Linked DNA regions of Mus musculus: regions 2, 3 and 4 are each linked to region 1. The links are chromatin contacts, called in public Hi-C and HiChIP or PLAC-seq maps. All regions are on one chromosome and are shown on one strand. The core of a region is the stretch at or near the end of the contact, and the rest is flanking DNA. Distances in the headings are between cores, read along the strand shown.

Region 1 (2,700 bases), core at 91-2,590:
CCTGTCTCTTTGTCAGTTCTCCAAGCAGTTTTCTGTTTTTTTTCCTAAAAAGTTCTCTGAATAGCTCACCTCCTGCAGAACACAGGTCTTGTCTTTTATTTTACATTATCAACCCAGTCATTTACTCCAGGTTTACTTTAGATTATTCTATGAATCAGCATCTGGATTCAGAAGTGAAAGCAAGCAAACATTTTTTTTTTCCAAAGGCTGCAAAAGAATTCAAAGATCAGTCTTCCTTTGTTAAACACAAAGGATTAAGTAGTTGGGTGGGTCTCTTCCCTGAAATTACCATTTCTACCACACCTGGGCCTCACCTTTATGTGTCCCAGGCTGACCTTGAATTCAATCTGCCTGCCTTTGTATCTTTCTGACAAGCTGGCTCCTAGTGCAGCTGCCTTTGTTCCTTTAGATTCATGAAGCCCCTCATAATTCATATTGCATTCTTATATTTTGCATAGTTGAGAAATTATATATTTTCAAACTCCGGTATCTAGAGCTCTTTCCCATAGCCTTAAGGGTTGTCTTGAAGGTCCCAGACTTCACCATTTTGCTGAGACTTTAGCCACACCTTCACCTCCTGGTCTCCTGTTGGCTGATCATCAAGGAGTCATTAAAATTAACACAGAGGACATTTCTTGGAGGAATGTGAAATATGTAAATTATTACACAAACAAGCCTTATGCCCACAGTGCCCATCTAGATTCCAGGAGGCTTATACCGGGGCGCTGTCCTGGGGCAGGAACGATGTCACCATGTCACTTTGTCCCCACCAGGGCCATGCTGGACTCTGCACCTTGTGGTCCATGTGTGTATGCTAATACTGTGCGGAAAATGTCCACCATAGCTTTAGTCCTGCGAATATTTTCAGCCTGAAGACCGCTCCTCTACAGAGATCGCTACTACTGAGCTTAGGTAAACCTCTCTCCTCATGTCAGCTGGACACCATCAACTCTGCCTCATTACTTTTCTGTACAGAAATAAATCTATCACCTTGATCAGTTGTATGCAGTCAACTGGTTGTCTTACTGTTCTACTTTACACATGCTGTGCTTGTGGGGTATGGGGGTTTCTCAGAGAGCCTGCTCTATAGGATCCCAGCTTTCTGTTCAAACACCTGTCTTCTCTCATTTCTTCATTACCACAATCAGGTTCGTACTTGGAGTCATACACAGAAGCAGCACTTGGTCTTTGAATTTCAACAATCATAGTGTAGTGCTTGTCTCAACTAGAATATTATAAACAGAGCTCAGAAGTCAATGGTTATAGCACCCTGAACACATCTGGCCTGAAAGTTATGCAGTATTTGGCCTGGTTAGTTCCTGGGAGGTGTTTCGTTTTACCTTGAGGTCCTAAGCCCTGACTCATAGAACTGGAAAGTTTACAAGCCGATCATAAGTGCTTAATGTGTGTCTGCGTGAGCGAAAGTCTCTTCCTGTAAAATCATTTACCAAGGTCTATAAACTGGTTTCTGTGACAGTCAAGTTTCATTTTAATTACTCCCATGCTTGTTTATGCTTTGATGATATTGTTGATTTCTTAATCCACTGGGTCAGAATTTTGCATAATTTGTAATTCGCACTTCATTTCATATTTGTATGTTCTTCCTCCTAATTAAAAGAATGAACATTGAAGAAAAATACCTGGAGGTAATAATAAGAAAACATCCATGGAAACAAGGAACTTAAATGAGACTGTTTGAGGCACTAGAACAAGCAGGAAGTAAAGAATGTTAGTAATTAGCTGAGTGATAAAGTCTCTCATTGCTGCTTTGCCCATTGTCCTTTGCTACACAGGAGGAACTGCTGATAATTGGTAAGCAGCCTTTGTAGACTGCAGAGTACCTAGTTTGCATATAGTTATATACTAATACTCCAATGGGGTCTAAAAAGAACCCAAAGCTCAGATTGGGTTATTTTGACAACATAAACTTCTTACAGTTCTAGATGCTGGAAGTACCACATTATCTATGAGCAAGGACCCTTTTTGGATATGCCCATTGCAATCTTTTCCTTCTATTCTTACCTGATCATCCCTCTATGTACAACTTTTTCCTAACATCCTTTTAATAAAGGCACTAGGTGTATTGGCTTAGGGTCCCACTCTAATGCCTTTTTAAAAATCTTCATTAGCTCTCTGGGTCCACATTAAGTCATGCTCTGATATACTAAGAATTAAATCTTCAACCTAGAACTACACAAGAATACTAGCCAGACCAGAGCAGTCTATTATTACATTGTATATAATTTATATTATAAAGTACTAAGATACATAATATTATCCCCATTTTACTGACATGTAAATTCCGAGTTATAAATTGATAGCTTAGGGGCATAGAATTCAGTGAAATGAAATCAGTCATAAGTGGTGTCATCGTCATCTTCCTAAGTTTTACCTGATCCATCATCTCCCTTATATCAGAGAAAAATAATGTGTGCTTAATATCTTCTTATGCAGAACAATGATAAATATAAACTTAAATTTTATTGGTGTGTGTGTGTGTGTGTGTGTGTGTGTGAGAGAGAGAGAGAGAGAGAGAGAGAGAGAGAGAGAGAGAGAGAGAGAGAACACACGCGTAGGGATCAAGGGACGGTTTTTAAAAGTCAATCATATCCTTGCATGTTGGGTCCTGAGGGTTGAACTGAGATCATCAGCATTGGCTTCTGGCGTCTTTAATTGCTGAGCTATTCCTGGAAAACAGCC
Region 2 (2,700 bases), core at 158-2,657, 270 kb before region 1:
TACATGTGTGCATATGTATTTACCTCTGTCCCTGTATGTATCTGTGTGCCTCTGAATTTGTGCTTGTGCACATGTCTACGGGTAACCCTGGAGTGTCTGTATGTGAATATAGGTACATGTAACTCTCTTTGAAAGTACATATATGTATTTTACGAGTGCCTTTTTGGTTATGACTATGTGCATATGATCACATGTAGCATGTATGTGCACCCATCTTTATGTGTATTGAAAATAGACATATAAATAGATGTGTGTGTGTGTGTGTGTGTGTGTGTGTGTGTGTGTGATAGTGTATATGCATACATAACTGAGTATATATCTTTGTGGGAACTAGAGTCTATATTTATGTGTTTGTGTTTCTTCACGCATGCCTATTTTTATGTTACAAATGTATGAATGGGTACCTATGTGTGTTAATATGTATGTATTGGGTGCATATATTTTTGTCTATGTGTACGAATAAGATTGTAATTACATATATGTGCATATATGTGTCCACATGCCTGTGTCAACTAAATACAGGGAAGTCAATCTGTGTATGTATTTAGTTCTATGAGATTATAAGTGTATGTGTATCTAGTGTATTAGTGTATGACTGTATGCATGTGGACAGATATACAAGTATCCTTGCCCATGCGTGTGCTAGTGAATATGTACGTAATTAAGTGCACATTTGCTCTTCCTGTGGGCATGCATGGGATCGAGAAGGGAGAAATAGAAAGCTGGACTTGGGAACTCAGGGAGGGACATGTAGAGTTTTTCTGTTGACATTCTGTCTTCCTAGCTTGGGATGATTCTGCTTTGCATAAGGTCAGAGTGATGACATAACGCCTGCTCAGAACCTCCACAGCCAGACTTGCTGAGACTTTCTGCCATTGTGACTAATGAAGGAAATTCATGCACACACATTCACTCACCATGTCTCTTACTCACGACGTCACCAGTAAACAAACAACACAGGAAACACCGTAAACGATGCCGTACAGACTGTGCTTTGGGCTGTGGGTAACAGGTAAGGCAGCAGACACCCTAAGAATTCAGCATGAGGAATTCCCATCTCCCTCCAGTTTGATTTGCTAGTGGACTTTTGGGCTTTTGGTTTAACCACACATTCGTGTTTTTTTTTTTTTTTTTTCTTTACATTATAAGAAGAATTTGAAAGTAAAGCTAAATGACATGCATATATGCCCATTCAACCAATATAAGAACCAACTTTTGACCACCTTTGTTAAGAAATGCAACTGGGTTATTGTGCAGAGATTCCATTCATAGGACATGGTGGTGAACCCCATTTTTGTTTCTGTATACTGTATAGTCCAAAGAATTGACCCGTGCAGGCTTTGAATAAAAGAAGTGGCAGCTGCTTCCTCCTCAGGAGAGGTCTGAGGAAGGCGACTGTGGAGAGAGCACTGGCCACCCGAGTGTACAGTGGGCTGTGACTTTACAAAGCTCCCACTGTAAATACCAGGCTTCGGAAGCAGTGACGTCTTATGGAGGAATTTGAAAGATGTGTAAACAAAACAGAAAAGCCTCTCCCCAGTGAAATAAAAGCAGAGGGAGGCTTCCTGAGGTACCAGACTTCGCTATCGGGTCTTGAGGCTCGACTGTGCAGTACACACGTACAGTTTTCCGAAGGGTCTGTTCTGCGGCACTCCTCATTCTCCAGAGCTTCCTGGGCAAAATCCCAAGCTTTGTGAACTGACATGGTTGAAGATACAGGTTATTCCAGCAGTAATGATGTTAAACAATGTTTCATATGCTTGAATGTTCAAGGAGAGGTCCTCCTTTTGAGTATAGTATCAAGTCTCTTCTATGCTAGCATTTGGGGACAAGGGACCTCAGAGCTTCAGTTTTCCCAATCCTTAGACTTATCTAACCCTGGACTTGCAACATTGGGAGTTAGGAAGTAAAGCCACATGGGGCTGAGGACCTGATTATTTGTCTCGAGGTGGCCAGTGCTTAATACAGGCTCTGACACCAAAGAGGCCTTCCTGGGAAATGTTTAAAGTGGATACCCTATCGGTGAGTGATTGTGGTTTAACCGAATGGAAGGTATTTATTGCTGGAGACGCAGGACCCAGGGGGCTGCATGTTAATGCTCCTGTGAGAGGGCCTGTCAGACACTGTAAGCTTTTAGGAAGAATATCCTACTGAGGCCATCCTCAAAGTGAATTCTGTCTGTGTGGAAGGAAAAAAAAAAGTAACTTTGGGAAAGACACTTTTCTGATAAAAATTCAAAATTTTACATGTTTTGAGGTTCTGCGAAATTTTGTTGTTATGAAAGTCCACTAAGTAATCATTCTTTTAGTTAGTGCCAGGTGTAATTGACTACGAATTCCTACATTTATTTTTTTTTTTCTTAAATGTACCTTTAAACCTTCTCTTGGAATTAGCTCCCAAGGAAGTAATAAGAAATGATATCACCTAACAGGACCTTGAGCTATTGGCCTTTGTGTGCATGTGCTGTGTGTTTGTATCTCTGTGTACACACACACACACACACACACACACACACACACACACACGCTTCTCACATGCCCAAAGGTGTGTATATGTGCATTTGGAGGCTGAAGGTCAATCTTGTATATGTTTCTCAGTCAGTTTCCACCTTATGTTTTGAGATGGGATGTGTTAATGAATCTGGAGTTCCTGAATTCAGCTAGAGGAGCTGGCTAGAGAACGTCAGAGTAGTAGAGGTAC
Region 3 (2,700 bases), core at 160-2,659, 460 kb before region 1:
CTCATAAAAAGTCCATTAGAAGATTGTTGAAAATTTGAAGCCCCATTGGAAAACATATTCAGCTGAGAAAATAACAGTTTTTTACATTTCTTTATTTTATTTGTGTGTAAACAGGTGCAAACATGCCACAGCATGCCTATTGAGGGTAGTTTGCAAAAATTCATTCTCTTTTTCATCCTGTGGCTCTGGAGTCTTAGAAAGTGCTATGAAGTCAACTCACAGACATAGTTTTGAGTTTTGAGCATCCTATAACTGGAAAAGTTGGCCAGTATGGAGTCCTTAAATGGTTTTTCCACAGCCTGTGCCCACAGGATGGAAAGATGGACAAGGCCAGCTAAGTACAAACAGAAACCTTTCAAAGACTCACAGATGGTAATTCCCTCCTCCTCATGCTCTTGAGATTCCTAATGCTGAATACAAGAAACCCTTCCCATATCTGACTTCTGTGTCTCCCTCTCTCTCTTTTTCATGTTTAATTAATCCCCTTTGTCTTATGCTAAATGAAGGAATTATCTTGCCACTTTTACATATAATTAAAGATACCGGAGAAAACCTTATTACCTCGGATCCAACTAATTCACAAATAATTGTGATTTCAATAAGGCCGGGGAAAGCACAAATAATGAGATAGGCAAATGAATTGAGTCGAGGGGGATGGCAGGTGTATAACTTAGCCTGCTAAGGTCAATTATCAGAGCTTCTTAGAAGCTTCCTTTTACAACTGCACTGAGGAACTGCACCAGGTTCTCCAACTGGACCAGTGCCTTCTACACTTCTCTACCACCATAGAGCAAGCTTGTTTGGAAAACTTGGAGACCAGTACTCAGAACACCTCCTTTGGCAGGATTGCTTCACTTGCTCTATAACCCCTTAGCATGGCCTCTTCTACCATCTAACTCTGATCTCCAGGTTCGCTTCTCCACAGAGTAAGTGCAGAATATTTCAGGGTGTCATTTTTTTTTTTAAATTAAGACGTTTGTTAGGAATTGTAGGTGAAATGTCCCCAGAGGGCTTATGGTATGACCATTCAGTGCTCAGATGATAGTGCTCTATTGAAGGCACTAGAAATATTTGGACATAGTCTTAGCTGGGGGAACATCGGTCACGGGGGATGGAAAATCTTGATGGTAGTCAAATTCTGCTTCTGGTCCAGGCTCTGCTTCCTGACCAGCCCATGTAAGAAACTGCAGCTATACATTTCTGCTACCAAGAACCAGCTCATTCTCACCTCCATGTCTGCCCAGCTTGTTGGTCTGAAGCCTCTGCAATTATGGGCCAAAGGAGCCCCTCCTCTGTTGGGTTGCTTCTGTCCAGTTCTTTGTCACAGCAATTGTAACAAATACAAGTTCCTTCTCTGGTGCCAGCAGGCACCCTGGCATCTATTTCTGGATATGGCCTGAAGGGTGGGGACCCAGATCTGTTTCATTAGTCAGGTTGCTATGACTCATGCAATGATTTCTCCTCCTTGTTGCAGCTAATCTGCATCTTGTCAGTTTCCCCCATTCATTTAGTCTTGTTCATTGATTGCCACTTTAGGCTAGGACCCGAGGATACACTACATAGATTGGGAATGTGTAGTCCTTTTAATTTGATTTTTAAACAATTTCAATAGTGCTTATCACTTGCAGACACATTACAAAGTGTGACTCATTTAATTACACTCCCTGTTGAACTCCCATGGTGATAGAGCACACGGCTTATAAAAACAGAGAGCCAGAAAAACATCTTTAGGAAAGTAAAATCTGGCCTGAAAAACTGGCATAGATCACACCTGAGTGGGTCTTGAATTATAAGGCAGAATGTGCTAAATGAGTAACTAACTGGGGTTATTACAAAGTCAGATGTAGGGGTTTGTGAATCCACTGACCATGTTGATGGGCTCATGAAGGATACAGAAAACTCAAACTCCTTTATCAAATGCTCATTTTAGTTGATATAATAAAGGTGTGTGGAATGGAGAGAAGACTACTGTCAGCAAGTATTCAGCTACTGCTATCACAAAAGAAAAATAATAAACTAAGCTAAGTGTGTAGCAGAGAGAGAAATTACATCTGAGGCAAGTCTGGAAGCATAGGCCTGAAATTTAAGACATTCTGGAGAATGACTCTCAAAGAGTGTCAGCAGGAAAGTTCAAGGCTAGATTACGCTATTTAGCAGGACTATATTTCCAAATATTTGTTTTAAATGAAAAGAAATGATGTAATTTTATTATAATTTCAAAAATAAAAGAAGAACACTGAAAAGAGGGTTCCTTTTTCCACATTAGCTTGTCTTTTGGCATGGGTATCATTCAAATCTTGTTTGGGAAGTCATAGTGTTCAGGTATCCTGGCAGTAATTTCTCTTTTCTTTCTAGGAAACATAATCTCATAGCCAACTTCCAGGTTCTTTGGCCCTTCATCTTTCTATTCTCTCTTCTGAGAGTACCATGGGCCTTAAATGTTTTCCTAGCCAGAGAACTATAGGCAGCTGATGACCTCTGGGTGGAGGAGAATTAGCCTCTCCCAGGAATGAGCATCCTAATTGGTTTTCTAATACAAAGTGGTCACCCCTAAAACCATATTCATACAAGCAACACCAAATGGACTCAATGGGTTACATTTATAGAATGCTGCACATATATATGTATATATATGTGTGTGTGTGTGTGTGTGTGTGTGTGTAAACATATATATGTAGCAATAATAATCAAAGTAAAAGA
Region 4 (2,700 bases), core at 62-2,561, 480 kb before region 1:
ATTGCAGAACTGGTTGATATCAGCATATCTGTGAACAATGGTGCTATTGATAACTATTAGAAATCAATAATTATTTCATAAAATATATTATAAAATAATATATTGAATTAAATGATCTTATGGGACAGGTACTTTGAAAATGTAAATTAGTGATTAAATTCATATAACTTCTTAGTACTAACAAAGTACATCAAGAGCTTCTTGAAACAAAGTGCATTTGTGAAGGATTACAGCATATCATGAATAAATTATCTAAAATTGGTGTTTGTCTGTCCTTTCTGGTGGGAACTCAGGGACCACTTTACAATAGGAATTATTGTAAGTTCGAGCTAGTCAATTGTCTAAGTTAACAAACATCCATACTATATTTATTTTGGGACCTTTGAAGGCCACATTGTAGGTGTAACCAGAAGTTCTGCAATATTTGTCTTTCTGCTTCGCAGTAAGGAAGCCTCTGGTTTGTAAGAAGCTGCATAGCTACCCCGATAAAGAGCACATTCACCAGTTCCCTATAGCCAGGTTTACACAGATGACTAAGTCCCACCTACTGGGTGGGTAGGAGTAAAATTACAGCTTCCAAAAAACTTCCTTAAATGGAAGAGACACCCTCTCCTTGCCCTCCCTCCTCCCAAATGGTGGAATAGGAGTGATGACAGAGGCTCATGGAATCTCCTTGACCTTATGGAAACCACATGTCAGGAGTCCAGAGAACTGCAGGACTGTAACAGACACTCATACCAATCTTGCAGTGATCAACCAGACCTTACTTTATGGTTGGCTGTTACTCTGAGGTTTTCTATTTTCTACTTTGGCATTCCAGGTAGTTGGAAGTTAATCTGATAACACAGCCTGTGATTGTCTAGGGAGAAGGAAGACAGGAGGGAAAAATATCGGAGGGAAAAGAAAAGAAAGAGAGAATGAGAAAGAAGAGGAGGAGGGGACAAAGGAGGAAAGGGTGGAAAGGAGAAAAGAAGGAGGAAGAGGATCAGCAGAGTAAGTAGGAAACAGAAAGAGGAAGAGAAAGAGAATGAGGAAGGAGGAAGGAGAGAAGTGGAAGGAACTGAATCGGAGATTAAAATAAATAAACAAAGCCAGCAGCCATTTCTCTCTTTATCCCTTAATGGCCAATATTAAAGAAGAGTTGGTGGGGTGCGATCCAGATGTTGAGCTCGATGACTGGCAGAAAGGGGCCACCCCTGTGTCACAACCTCCATCTGCAGACAATTAATAGCTGGCTGAAACAGGTAACCAAAGGCAGCTGCTTTGGAAAAGGCAGAGGCGAATTGCTTCCACAGTTGATGTCATAACCTAGCCGGCTGCTGAAGAGCAACACCGAGGATGGAAACTCTGACGGACTGGATGGACAGTGCCTCATGGATACCAAATGTTATTGTACATTATTACTCATTGGAATGGTTTGTGGCAAAGACAAATTCTTAGAAGCAACTGGCCATATAGTCTTGTAGTCTAATAACATATGTGTCAGCCAACAGACATATGCCTTAACAGCTTTTAATTATTTCTACTGTTTGCTTACTTCTTTGCATTAAACATGACTTTAGTCTTTTACATATTCATCTGAAATCTCCATTCTCTTACCTTGGTTATCACTTCTCTGTTAATTGCTGCCAAGTCTGTGGGGAAATTTTTTTTTGCAAAAACAATCAGCCTTTCTTCAGGCCGAACAGCTCCATTTACCTTGAACTTTTTTTTTTTTTCTCTTCTATTCATAGTTTCTGCAGATCTCTTTCCTGGCAAGAGCGAAGTTTCGACTGCTTCTGCACCAACTTGTCAGTTAACTCTATAGCTCAAGTGTAACCCTGTTTTACAATGATTGCCCTGGCAGCTTGGCAGTTTCACTCACAGGTGTGTCTCAAGGGCAAAGTCATCCCTGGTGTTCTAGGTTTAACCCTGTTAATCCTATATAAGATTATGCAAAGGGGTTGTGCTGGGCGTGCTATTGCTCTTGCTTGGATTTAATACAAATAGCCTGCCATTGAAGAGGAACAAAGGGATTTTTGATGTGGCTCATCATTGATCCTCATTGGGATAAGGCAAGGCACAAACTCTGAAGCTACTCTAAGTACAAACATTTTCTCCCTCCCCTTTCCTGCTCTCTTCTCTCTCTCACCACTTCTACTGTGTGTGTGTGTGTGTGTGTGTGTGTGTGTGTGTGTGTGTGTGTGTTTGCAAGGGTGTGAGCATTAAGTGTAGAGCCAAAGGTTGGCAGTAGATATATTCCCCGAGTGTTCTTTGCCTTGAGGTCTCTAACTGACCCTGAATCTCACTGCCTCAGCTGGACTGAGTGGTCAGCTAGCTCCAGCAATTGTCCTGTGTCTGCTGCACTCTAACACCGTCATTACTGAAACATGGCACCATGCCCAATCTTTCATATGGGTGCTGGGGTATCTGTACGAATGCCCTCATATCTGTGTGATGTGACAGGCACATTTCCAGCTGAAGCCTTTCCCCATCTCTGGAAATGTCTCTACTTGATACTCCCCATGAAGCAAAGAGACTTAAACAGGGAAGGAAAAACAATCTTAGATAATAATTTGACTGAAACTCTCAGGCGTACCTTACAACGTGTTCTTTGTATGTTCTCATCAATCATGGATATGTCATTACCCTTGGAAATTAATAGCATGGGTTCCATTCACTCTTAGACTAATCCTGTGACAAAACTGTTATGACTCATTA

The links. A called contact is a pair of places that touch in the nucleus more often than the background predicts. HiChIP or PLAC-seq counts read pairs in DNA pulled down with a chosen protein or histone mark.
Region 2: a contact with region 1 is called in a FOXA1 HiChIP or PLAC-seq map of pancreatic cancer cells. The contact joins two enhancer-like sites. A contact is called at or near these places in 1 of 484 Hi-C or Micro-C datasets (pancreatic cancer cells) and 3 of 115 datasets of contacts at active chromatin or transcription factors (embryonic stem cells, extraembryonic endoderm stem cells and pancreatic cancer cells).
Region 3: a FOXA1 HiChIP or PLAC-seq map of pancreatic cancer cells shows a contact between it and region 1. The contact joins two enhancer-like sites. A contact is called at or near these places in 1 of 39 promoter capture datasets (cranial neural crest) and 2 of 115 datasets of contacts at active chromatin or transcription factors (embryonic stem cells and pancreatic cancer cells).
Region 4: a Hi-C map of epidermal suprabasal cells shows a contact between it and region 1, with 5 times the contacts expected there. The contact joins two enhancer-like sites. A contact is called at or near these places in 1 of 484 Hi-C or Micro-C datasets (epidermal suprabasal cells) and 2 of 115 datasets of contacts at active chromatin or transcription factors (both in embryonic stem cells).

What each region holds. Positions count from the first base shown.
Region 1 is chr13:5,548,036-5,550,735 of GRCm38.p6, reverse strand. No RefSeq gene overlaps it. Among named protein-coding and RNA genes, the nearest start is that of Gm40661, 4.0 kb to the left of the region's middle. Within about 2 kb of position 1,340, at least 39 of the 459 cell types and tissues checked have an H3K27ac peak or open chromatin away from gene starts, as enhancers often do. A contact at or near this core is called in epidermal suprabasal cells and pancreatic cancer cells, where this site is marked.
Region 2 is chr13:5,821,593-5,824,292 of GRCm38.p6, reverse strand. No RefSeq gene overlaps it. Among named protein-coding and RNA genes, the nearest start is that of Gm35464, 7.2 kb to the left of the region's middle. Within about 2 kb of position 1,407, at least 41 of the 459 cell types and tissues checked have an H3K27ac peak or open chromatin away from gene starts, as enhancers often do. A contact at or near this core is called in pancreatic cancer cells, where this site is marked.
Region 3 is chr13:6,008,615-6,011,314 of GRCm38.p6, reverse strand. All of the region lies in intron 5 of Gm46401 (a long non-coding RNA gene), which reads right to left. Among named protein-coding and RNA genes, the nearest start is that of Gm46401, 94 kb to the right of the region's middle. Within about 2 kb of position 1,409, at least 36 of the 459 cell types and tissues checked have an H3K27ac peak or open chromatin away from gene starts, as enhancers often do. A contact at or near this core is called in pancreatic cancer cells, where this site is marked.
Region 4 is chr13:6,028,237-6,030,936 of GRCm38.p6, reverse strand. No RefSeq gene overlaps it. Among named protein-coding and RNA genes, the nearest start is that of Gm46401, 110 kb to the right of the region's middle. Within about 2 kb of position 1,311, at least 67 of the 459 cell types and tissues checked have an H3K27ac peak or open chromatin away from gene starts, as enhancers often do. A contact at or near this core is called in epidermal suprabasal cells, where this site is marked.